Regions from separate parts of the Ovis aries genome. Here region 1 is linked to region 2. A link is a contact called in public Hi-C data. All regions are on one chromosome and are shown on one strand. Each heading gives the region's core, a stretch centred on a gene start, on an enhancer-like site or on the middle of the called end of the contact. The rest is flanking DNA. Distances are from core to core; before and after follow the strand shown. Region 1 holds the start of G3BP2 (G3BP stress granule assembly factor 2). Region 2 overlaps G3BP2 (G3BP stress granule assembly factor 2).

Region 1 (4,563 bases), core at 420-2,919, 76 kb before region 2:
GACATCAGCAATAAAGTCTAGGCTTTGACGTAAGGCAAGCTTTGTTTGAATCCTGGCTCCATTACTACTAGTGTGACTTAGGTCAAGTGACTTCACCTCTCTAATCCTCAAGTGTTCACTTGTAAAGTGAGGATACTATCACCTATCCTACAAGGTGGTTGGGGAGCTAAGGAAAATAAGAATGTAAACTACAAAGAACACAGAACCCAGCACAAGGTAAGAACCTGGCAAATGAAAGCTATCATTGAACCTTCAGGATCCTAGTAACACAGAACATAGGATCAACATTCACAGACAATCCAGTAGTGTCTACAAATACTAACCACAGTTTACTTTTACAATGCCATACTTTGTCACTTTTTTGTAGACCTAAAATTACTCTCAAACCAATAGTTAAAAAAAAGTCATACACTTATTCCTAACAGACACTAACCAAACTTCGAGATTTATCCTAAACCTAAAATCGAACCAACTTATCAAAAATTGTGTTGAGTAGCTAACAATTTTTTTAAAGTGACGCTGCAAATCCTGTTTACACGAGTTCAGACTTCTGAATGGGGAGAATGGAAGGGACGCGTGTTCCCAAAGCATTTTGAGCGCCAAAGATCCCCACAACGACCAAGCGAGTATTTCCCAAATAGTGGGCGAGGCTGAAAAACGGGGTCCGAACTAATGACACCTGAAAGAACGACCTGCCTCTAGTTGAATGGGCAGGGGCAGGTGGCTTTGTGACCCAAACTATCGTATTATTCTTAGCCACTTGCTCTGGTCAACTGCTGGGTTTAAACCTTCCTGCAGTTTTCCTCAAAGCCCCATTCCAGACTGCGAGGGAGGTGGACTTTAGGTTAATCACCGCCAGTGAAGACACTGGCGAAAAGGGAGGGACAGGCCCGCGGCCCCGAAGGGCGTGGGAGGCAGGTCAGGCCACTTCTGCCCAGGATGGATGCCTTTCCCGGAGGTACCACCGCGGACCACCACCAAGCGGCCTGTGGAGCTTCGGGGCGCGGCTGCTGTCAGCAGGGCCAAGCCGCCGCGCTGGGGGTTGTGCTGCGGGTGTGAGGGAATAACTTGCGGGTTTCAGGAGAGGAAAAGAGGCACGGGGGCAAAAGGGGAGGCGGCATGTAGACTCCCGGCCCACGGTGACGCGCAGGGGGGTGACCTCCGGGCCCCTATGTCCTCCGTCCCGGTTTCTGCCCGGACCCTTCCCAAGTCCCGGACCCGCCGCTCCTCTCACCGTCTCGGCTTCTGTGTGCTGGGGTCCGGCACTCTGACCCCCCATAACCCCGCGGAGGAAATTCATCTTGCCGCTCAGCCACGGGCTCTACCGGCCTTTTCGGGAAAGAAGAGATAACTTCCCCTGTCCTCCGCAGGGCCCGACCCCCAAGCCTGCACTTTGCACTCCCCGGCCGCCACCGCCACAGCCTACTCGGCGGCCGCTCCAGCCCCCTAAGCCCGGAAACAGCGTCCGCCACCAGTTGAGATGCGCATGCGCGGCGACGTGGCATTACGTGGCGGCTCGAAGGGCGAAGGCAAACGAGCAAAGTAGGCGAGAGGCGGCTGGTAGCCCAGGTCCTCCTAAGCCCCGCCCACTGCGAAGGCTCCGCCCTCCCCCGTAAGAACACGCCTCCCACTCCAGCCTTCGGCTGGTGCCTCCTGCTGGCCCCAACCACCCACGTGGTGCGAGCCCGGCCCTGCCGGCAGGAGACCTTACGGATTGTGTACGCATTTTGGCTTGCAAGGTGTTTAATTGTTGCCGGGCGGGACTTACTGCAAGCTGTCAAGTCTGGGGTTGTGTTTTGTTGAGTAGAAAGAGAAATTGTCCTTCGGCCGACGTGACAGGTAAGGGGTCCCGGCCTCTGGGAGGGTTCATTTGGTTTTGCGGTATAGCAGTACGAGCTTTGTGGCCTTCTCATCCCCACAAATTGCATTTCTTTACAGGGCTTTGTTTGGTGAAAAAAAGGGTACTTGAGCCCCCTCATTCCATTGCCACGGGAGGGCGCATTTCTCAGCTTTTGCTCTTCCAACCTGCTAAAAGGAATTCCTGGATCTAAACACCAGGTACACCGCTATTTTCTAGGGGTGTGAGGAGGAAACCAATCCAACCCTGCGTTTGGCTTACTAGATTAAATACATTGATCTGCAGTGTCATTTTGACAGCAGGGAACATAATGTTTTGTTATTAATGCTAAACTCTTAGATTTTCAGCGTGTGTCTGGGGGGTTAGCATGAAAAATATTCGTTTTTCAAATCGGTAAGCCTTGTTTCTTTTGAAATGAGAGTGCCAGATACACATGCTTATGGAGTAGTCTTGTCAATGCCTTGAACGTGAAAGCGCAGAGTCTAGTTATAACTGATTCATACACCACTCCCCTTGGATGCCCCACAGGTCTCAGACTCCCCAACCTTCCTTTAAAAAAAAAAAAATCAGTATGCTTCGTTCATGTGCCCTGCTGCACTCATCAGTATCACTAGCCAAATAATTGCCTAAGCTGGAAGGAGGAGGCTGGGAGGAATCTGAAACTCTGGAATTCACCCCCGCATGTCCAGTAGTCAAATCCTGTCATGCCTATTTATAGACTATTTTTCAAATAGGTCTCTGCTCTCCATGCTCTCTGCCTCTGACATGGTTTATGTTCCCATCATTCTTCACCAAGATTACGGGCAATAGCTTCCTAACTGGTTTGTCAGCATTTAAGCCTTGGGTTTCTTCCAGTCACCCAAGTCCACTCTTGGGTGAGCCTGACAATGACAAAACATCTGTCCATGTTAGTCCTCGTCTGAAAATCCTCCGGTTGTCGCCCATTCACCTCAAAATAAAATCCAAACTCCTTAGCTTGATGTATAGGCCTGTTATGTTCTGGCTCTTGCCTGTTTTTTCAGCTCCTGCCTCCCACACATACTCTGGATATAGGCCTGGATAAGTCCTTCCCCTCCCTCCACTTCATCAAGGAAACTCCTGCTAGTTCCTTAAAATTTAACTTTGGTATCTTCAGAAAGCTCTCCCTGAAATCTAGATAACATGTGTATATGCTATTCCTTTGCAGTTGTTAATATGTGGGAAGCTCTCAATAAATGCCTATTGAGCCAGACTGTTAATGGCAGAATGTGTTATTCATTTTTATATCTCTGTGGCTTAGCATTGTCACATAAAAGGTGATATTGATAGATACATGAAGAAAGCATTAAAGGGTATATGAATATAATGATGAGGAGGAAGGTCCTTTTTTTCATCTGTAGGGTGGGTTTGCAGATAACACATATCACAAAGGCTATGGTGCAGTTTCCTTTGCTAGTGCCAAGGTTTTAAGCTTCTGTGAGTTGGAGAACAGTGGGGATCATACTGCCAAAAATATTGTACACTAAGCATTGTCCTCTGTTTTAAAACTGGACACTTGACAGTTTGCTTTAGATATTTTCCACCAGGGCATTTCCTTGCAGCCTAAAAAAAGTAACCAATAAATGCTCAGCATTTTTATTACCAAGTAATATCTGCAAAGAACTTCATCTAGTCCTTAAGTGTCACCCCTCCCTGAGCCTCTCCTCACCTCTAGGGGTAAAGCTCTGAGATGGAGTGGGGCTCATGGATGTTTATTACATGTATTATTTGGTAATAAAAAGCAGCGCCTTCACATTTTAGCAGAATCATTTTAAGGCACCAACCTTTCCAAAATGCCCTGCTTTGTTTTAAATTTCCGTGAGTATAGCAGACGCTCAAGAACCATTTCTTAAATAAAGGAAAAGAAAACATGAAAAAATTATGACTGCCCGACTTATGCCGTTATACTTCTCACTTTTATAAATCTAAATATTCAATGGACGAATGCGAATCATTAAAATACATATAATTCATGGCTCAACTGGTAAAGAATCTGCCTGCAATGCAGGAGACCTGGGTTTGATCCCTGGATTGGAAAGATCCCCTGGAGAAGGGAAAGACTACCCACTCCAGTGCTCTGGCATGGAGAATTCCATGGACTGTATAGTCTGTGGTGTTGCAAAGAGTCAGACACGACTGAGTGACTTTCAGTTTTCAAAATGTTAACTTGGGTAAATAAAAGTGATTTTTCTGAGAACAGAACAACTAACAAAACTCATTGATTTGAAATTCATTTTTAGATTTGCTTGCTTCCAATCCCCTAGCTCAGTGGCTCTCTTCAGTGGCCCACTTTCCTCATCCTTTTTTATTTTCTATAGCAAACTCAACAATAACAATGAAATATCATTGCACAAGATTGGTTGAGGGTGGTGGTAATACAGTGGACTTTTGTCCATACCTGCTTTGGAGGATGAGTGGAGGTGATAATTTGTGTCTAAAATGTATCAGTCACATACAGGTTTTTAAAGACTAGTTACTGGAAAAGTCAGGGTTCAAAAATATTGTTGATAAAATTTTGCATTAAGTTTTATTCATTACCCAAACAACACACAGCAAAATAAATTGATAATGATGAAGCAGTAATTGACATTCAGAACCAACCAATAATAACAGTATCAAATACACTTGTGCTGTTTCTTTGCCAGACTATTCAAAGGACTTTACAAGAAATAAATTGCTTAATTCTC
Region 2 (5,068 bases), core at 2,171-4,670:
TTATCTCTGAACTTCAGTGAATGTCATACTAAAATTCGTCACGTGGATGCTCATGCAACCTTGAGTGATGGAGTAGTGGTCCAGGTCATGGGTTTGCTGTCTAACAGTGGACAACCAGAGAGGAAGTTTATGCAAACCTTTGTTCTGGCTCCTGAAGTAAGTTTTCGTTTCAATTAATTTTCATTTATGTGATTTCATTTTGCAGTTAACTAGTTGCTGGAAGTGGCTAGAGTTTCCTCTTACAGGTATAGATATGCATGTAGCTGTTTTTGAGAAATCTGTGTTGGACCTGTTCGTTTTTTGAACTTTCTGCGCTTTGACCATTGAGCAGAAAAAAACGAGATCCTGATACAAATGTGCAAACAGATGATTAAGATTACAGAAGTAATATTAAAAGTGTGTTAATAGTTTGAAAGTAGTCATTTCTTGAGTTTAAGTATTCTGCGATTTTCTTCATATTAACATTATAGCATGTTAAGCTTTGGAAAATTATATTTAGTCTATATATTATTTCTGTATTAAAATAAAAACTTTATTCTCTTTATGTCATACCATGTTTATGGGTATTTATGGAGTATTTGGGGTGTTTTTTTTTTATAGGGATCTGTTCCAAATAAGTTTTATGTTCACAATGATATGTTTCGTTATGAAGATGAAGTATTTGGTGATTCTGAACCAGAACTTGATGAAGGTGAGGTTACTTTCAAGATACAAGGGTTTTGTTGGTATCAGTACTCTTTAATAACATGTAAAGTGTGAAACTTACAGAAATTTGACTCTGTAACTGAGTCAAAGCCCCTTTGCTCCTTTTTGTTCTTTTTTTTTGGTTTGTTTAAAAAACAGATGTTCTTTATATGAAATTATATAAAAATCATACACAGAAAGTAGAAAAAAAATCTCCCTCAATGTCATCTCTATAGATAACCAAGAATTTGGTGCCTACTACAGAATTTTGTTATATTCTATACCAACTGATACTTTCCTAAAAGTGGAAGTAGCTGATTCAAAGCTAGGCCTTTTTTTCATCTAATTTATCTTTGTTAGCTGTTGATATTTTTTTGTCTGTACCATAATTATTTAATCTTCTATTGACGTACATCAGCTTGTTTCTTATTCTCTGTCATTATTGCTTCATTGAATTAATGTGGCAAAGGAAACTGAGTTATGACTTTAAGACCATTTTTTCTGGGGACTTTGCTGATGGTCCAGTGACTAAGACTCCGCACTCCCAATGCTGGGGGCCTGAGTTTGATCCCTGGTCAGGGAACTAGAACCCACGTGCTGCAACTAAGATATGGCACAGCCAAATAAATAAATATATATTTTTTTAAAGACCATTTTTTCCTACTCTTTCCTTTTCTTACTAATAGATCTTTTTAAAAAATAGTGTAATTCCAAACTTCTTCTTGCTTGCTCTTTTTTAAGAGAACAAGGAATATTAAGTGCCTTTGTACTTTCAAGAAACACGCTATTTTTAAACTATTTTATGATTTCTTTGAACATTAAAAATATATATATGAAATTGTATATTAAGCCTCTTAATAAAAGATGTGGTGTATTATGTGTTGTCAGAATCAGAAGATGAAGTAGAGGAAGAACAAGAGGAAAGACAACCGTCTCCAGAACCTGTGCAGGAGAATGCTAACAGTGGTTACTATGAAGCTCACCCTGTGACGTAAGAATAGTGCTTGCAAGGCCACCTTTGGCCTAAACTATTCATATCATGTAGTTGCAAGTGGTTTTTGTTCCTAGAATTGTTGCTGAAAGTAAATTCTTGATAAAGCTATGTAGCCAGTGCCTGAGTATTTACCATGTATATGCAAGAAATTTGGAAAGCATTCTTACGTTTAATTCAAAAATCGAATGTGGGTTTGACCTAAAAGTGATCACTTGCTAATAATGTGTACTGTTTGGAACAACACAGAGTACGCATTTTATTTTTTAAATAATGGGTTTTCCTTATTTCCTAATAGTACTAAAGTAAACATGTTGAGTAATCCAGTTTTTACATTTAGGTTAAAGAAATGCTGCTTGAGAGTATTGTTCCTTCTGCCTTCTGGTTCTTAATGAACTTTGCTTCAAAACAGTGTATATTACTTGTTCTGCCCATTAATTAGAGAAATGCTGAATTTTCTCCTATTTGAGTTGATCATTTCACTCCTGCTGAAAAGTGAACAAAATATTTTGTTGTAGTAATGGCATAGAGGAGCCTTTAGAAGAATCCTCGCATGAACCTGAACCTGAGCCTGAATCTGAAACAAAGACTGAAGAGCTGAAACCTCCAGTGGAGGAGAAGAACTTGGAAGAGTTAGAGGAGAAGTCTGCTTCTCCTCCGCCTGCTGAACCTGTTTCTCTGCCACAGGAACCACCAAAGGTTAGATCAGAGGAACTCTTTAGACCCGTAACATCACGCTTTCATACGGTGCCGTTAATGAAGCATGACTTTTGTTCTGTTGTGTTAATTGCTGAATAGTAAACTGTGCTTTTTTATGTGTATGAAAGAAGCTGTGGGGTTTTTTTTTGTAATTCTGAGGAAATCATATTTCACCCCCTAAAAAACACCCCTCAGAATAAAATTTAAGATTGATTCTTATCTGTGTGCAGTGTTTAGTACCATACATGAAATTATTCGAGTCCATGTAATAAAGCCAAGTGTTGCTCTTCCATTCTGTATTAAGTCCTCTACACACGGATGCAAATAGGAGTCATGCAGTTTCCCAAGTTAAAACAAATTGGCCTATTGTTAAAACAAGTGATAACGTGTGCTATTTCTGGTTTAAATGGGAACAGTTTCCTTACTACACCAAACTGTCTTGGAAAGATGAGTGATACCCATAGTGTTTCATTTAAACCTACCTAAAACATCTTTTATCTTTCTGTAAAGTAGGTATATTTGGGTAGTGAGAGGAGGAGATTGCTTGCTCTATTTGTGAATGTCTGTTAAAGTTTCCAGCTAGTACTCTCTTCTTTCCTGTCCTTCCTCTCTCCCCTTAGCGCCATCACAACACCTTATCTTCCCCCCAAAAGGGGAAATAAATTGATTCTATTAGGTTCTTATTTTTCTAGCATGTGTAGTTGTTAGTGGTTTTGCTTGCCACTTGCTCATCTACTTAGAGCATATAGGAACTTGCTTGTGGATTTATTTAGTAGTTCAGACAAACAGTCATAATCTTGCATAATGAGATTTTGAAACCTGGCACATAGACTGGCATGTGTGTGTGTGCCTTTCTTTTTAGGAGTCCTCCAATATAGAGCAATAGTTTAGAAATGAAAAGAAAATATATATTTGGAAGTTTCCCTATAGGAATGTTGGTGGTTTTCCATGATTAGTAGTCTAGGTTTGTTGCATTTCCTGCAGGCTTTCTCCTGGGCTTCAGTGACCAGTAAAAACCTGCCTCCTAGTGGCACTGTTTCTTCCTCTGGAATTCCACCCCATGTTAAAGCACCAGTCTCACAGGTAACCAATCTGTGAACACATTGGATTGTATCCTTGTTACATTGCCAATTGCTTATCTTTTTCATACTTTTTAAAATGAGTCAATCAGAAATTATGGATTAAATATACAGAAAAATTGTATTAAATGTCAGTTGCACCCACTTTAAATGCCAGATCTCCATTCATCATCTGTATAGGTGGTATTTGGGGTATGGGTGTGTGAAATACAGATTTAGTTAGTTTTAACAATATATATTGTCATTTAAAAGCCTTCTTAAAATAACCAAAAAACTCCTTTTTATAAGTTTAAAATATCATTTAGCAAAAATATTAGGGAAGAAATTTGAAAGCCACAGAGTAGTATGGCATTATAAAGAATCGTTGTTTTTTTTAAAACAGAAAACTTAAAAAAAAAAAAACAAAAAAAACACTGCCTAAGCTCTCAGTCTGTAAGTGGTTCATACTGTTTAATTGAAGCCTGTACCAACTTATGACTGTAGTGTTCACCTTAACTGATCATTCTAGTATTCTACCTTTTGTCTGTCATCTTACCCACCTCAGAGCTTTCAAAAACATTGAAAAATAAAGACACTGGCTACCTAATGTGTTCATTAGATACACTTTAGAGTTAACCAAATTCTAAAGTAAATAGGCACAGTTAAAGGGTGTCCAGTACTTCTCCTACATTTTGAGTCAAGCTTCATTCCGGTATAAAATTTACATGTAAAATGGTTAGTGCACATAAAATTGTGTTTATACACTTCTTTTTGTGCTCTAAACATTGAAACTGTGAGATTTCAGAAGTAGCTAGGAATTATTAGGCAGTCTGCCTGGTGTTGGTACACATAATTAGCTATGTAATAGAATACGTGGCCTTGTGGTAGCTTTTTTTTTTTTTCCAGCTAGATATTCAGGAAATACTGAGTAATTACCTCAGAACACAAACTAGAAGTCTGTCTTAATGAAGATAATTATTTTGCCAAGTACCGATTGTACTTTTCTACCCATCTGAAGACTCAATAAGTGATTTTCTGAATTTTCTTTTGGAATTCTTGGTTTCTTACCAGATTTGTGTTTGGAATCTTTTGAATTATTACTTGAATTTCAGAGAGTTGGCTACATTTATTTTAAACTTAGTGCTTTGTTAAAAGTTAGAGTAACTAATGCCTATTATGCCTTTAGTCTGGCACCACACATTGTGCAAAGTACTTATTTATTCTTACCTAATCCCTACAACCACCTTGTGAGAATGGTTACTATTATTATTCCTGTTTCACAGACAAGTAAATTGAGACCTCGAGTACTTCACCTAAGGTCAGACAGCTATATAAATAAAATAGCAGGGCTTCGAATTCATGCAGTTGGATACCCATGGAAGCCTGTAGGTTTCTTCAGCCCTTGCAGGGCAGTGTGTCTCTGTTTACATCAAAGAAGAGGAGTGCTATATCTAAGTCATGTCTGTATATTACATTATATTAGATCCTAGCCTTTTGTCTAGAGAAATAAAATTTTAAGAAAAAAAAAATAAGGGTAAGAGACTGGATTGTGTTTTAATAACCTATCCCCTTATTAAGACAAAATTTTAAACATTTATAATATAAACTTTAAGTTTGTGATCTCATTAAGCTGTAT

Evidence for each region. A called contact is a pair of places that touch in the nucleus more often than the background predicts.
Region 1: a contact with region 2 is called in a Hi-C map of liver, with 2.6 times the contacts expected there. The contact joins the promoter of G3BP2 here to the enhancer-like site in region 2. A contact is called at or near these places in 3 of 16 Hi-C or Micro-C datasets (liver and tail adipose tissue).

The regions. Positions count from the first base shown.
Region 1 is chr6:91,313,372-91,317,934 of ARS-UI_Ramb_v3.0, reverse strand. It overlaps G3BP2 (G3BP stress granule assembly factor 2), which reads left to right and starts at 1,669. Exons shown (of 10, transcript XM_060417248.1): 1 at 1,669-1,839. It overlaps USO1 (USO1 vesicle transport factor), which reads right to left and starts at 1,477. Exons shown (of 24, transcript XM_060417226.1): 1 at 1,235-1,477. The coding sequence starts at 1,300.
Region 2 is chr6:91,238,188-91,243,255 of ARS-UI_Ramb_v3.0, reverse strand. G3BP2 (G3BP stress granule assembly factor 2) reads left to right here. Exons shown (of 10, transcript XM_060417248.1): 4 at 1-156; 5 at 601-691; 6 at 1,573-1,675; 7 at 2,194-2,374. Among named protein-coding and RNA genes, the nearest start is that of CDKL2, 21 kb to the right of the region's middle. Within about 2 kb of position 3,420, at least 2 of the 54 cell types and tissues checked have an H3K27ac peak or open chromatin away from gene starts, as enhancers often do. A contact at or near this core is called in liver, where this site is marked.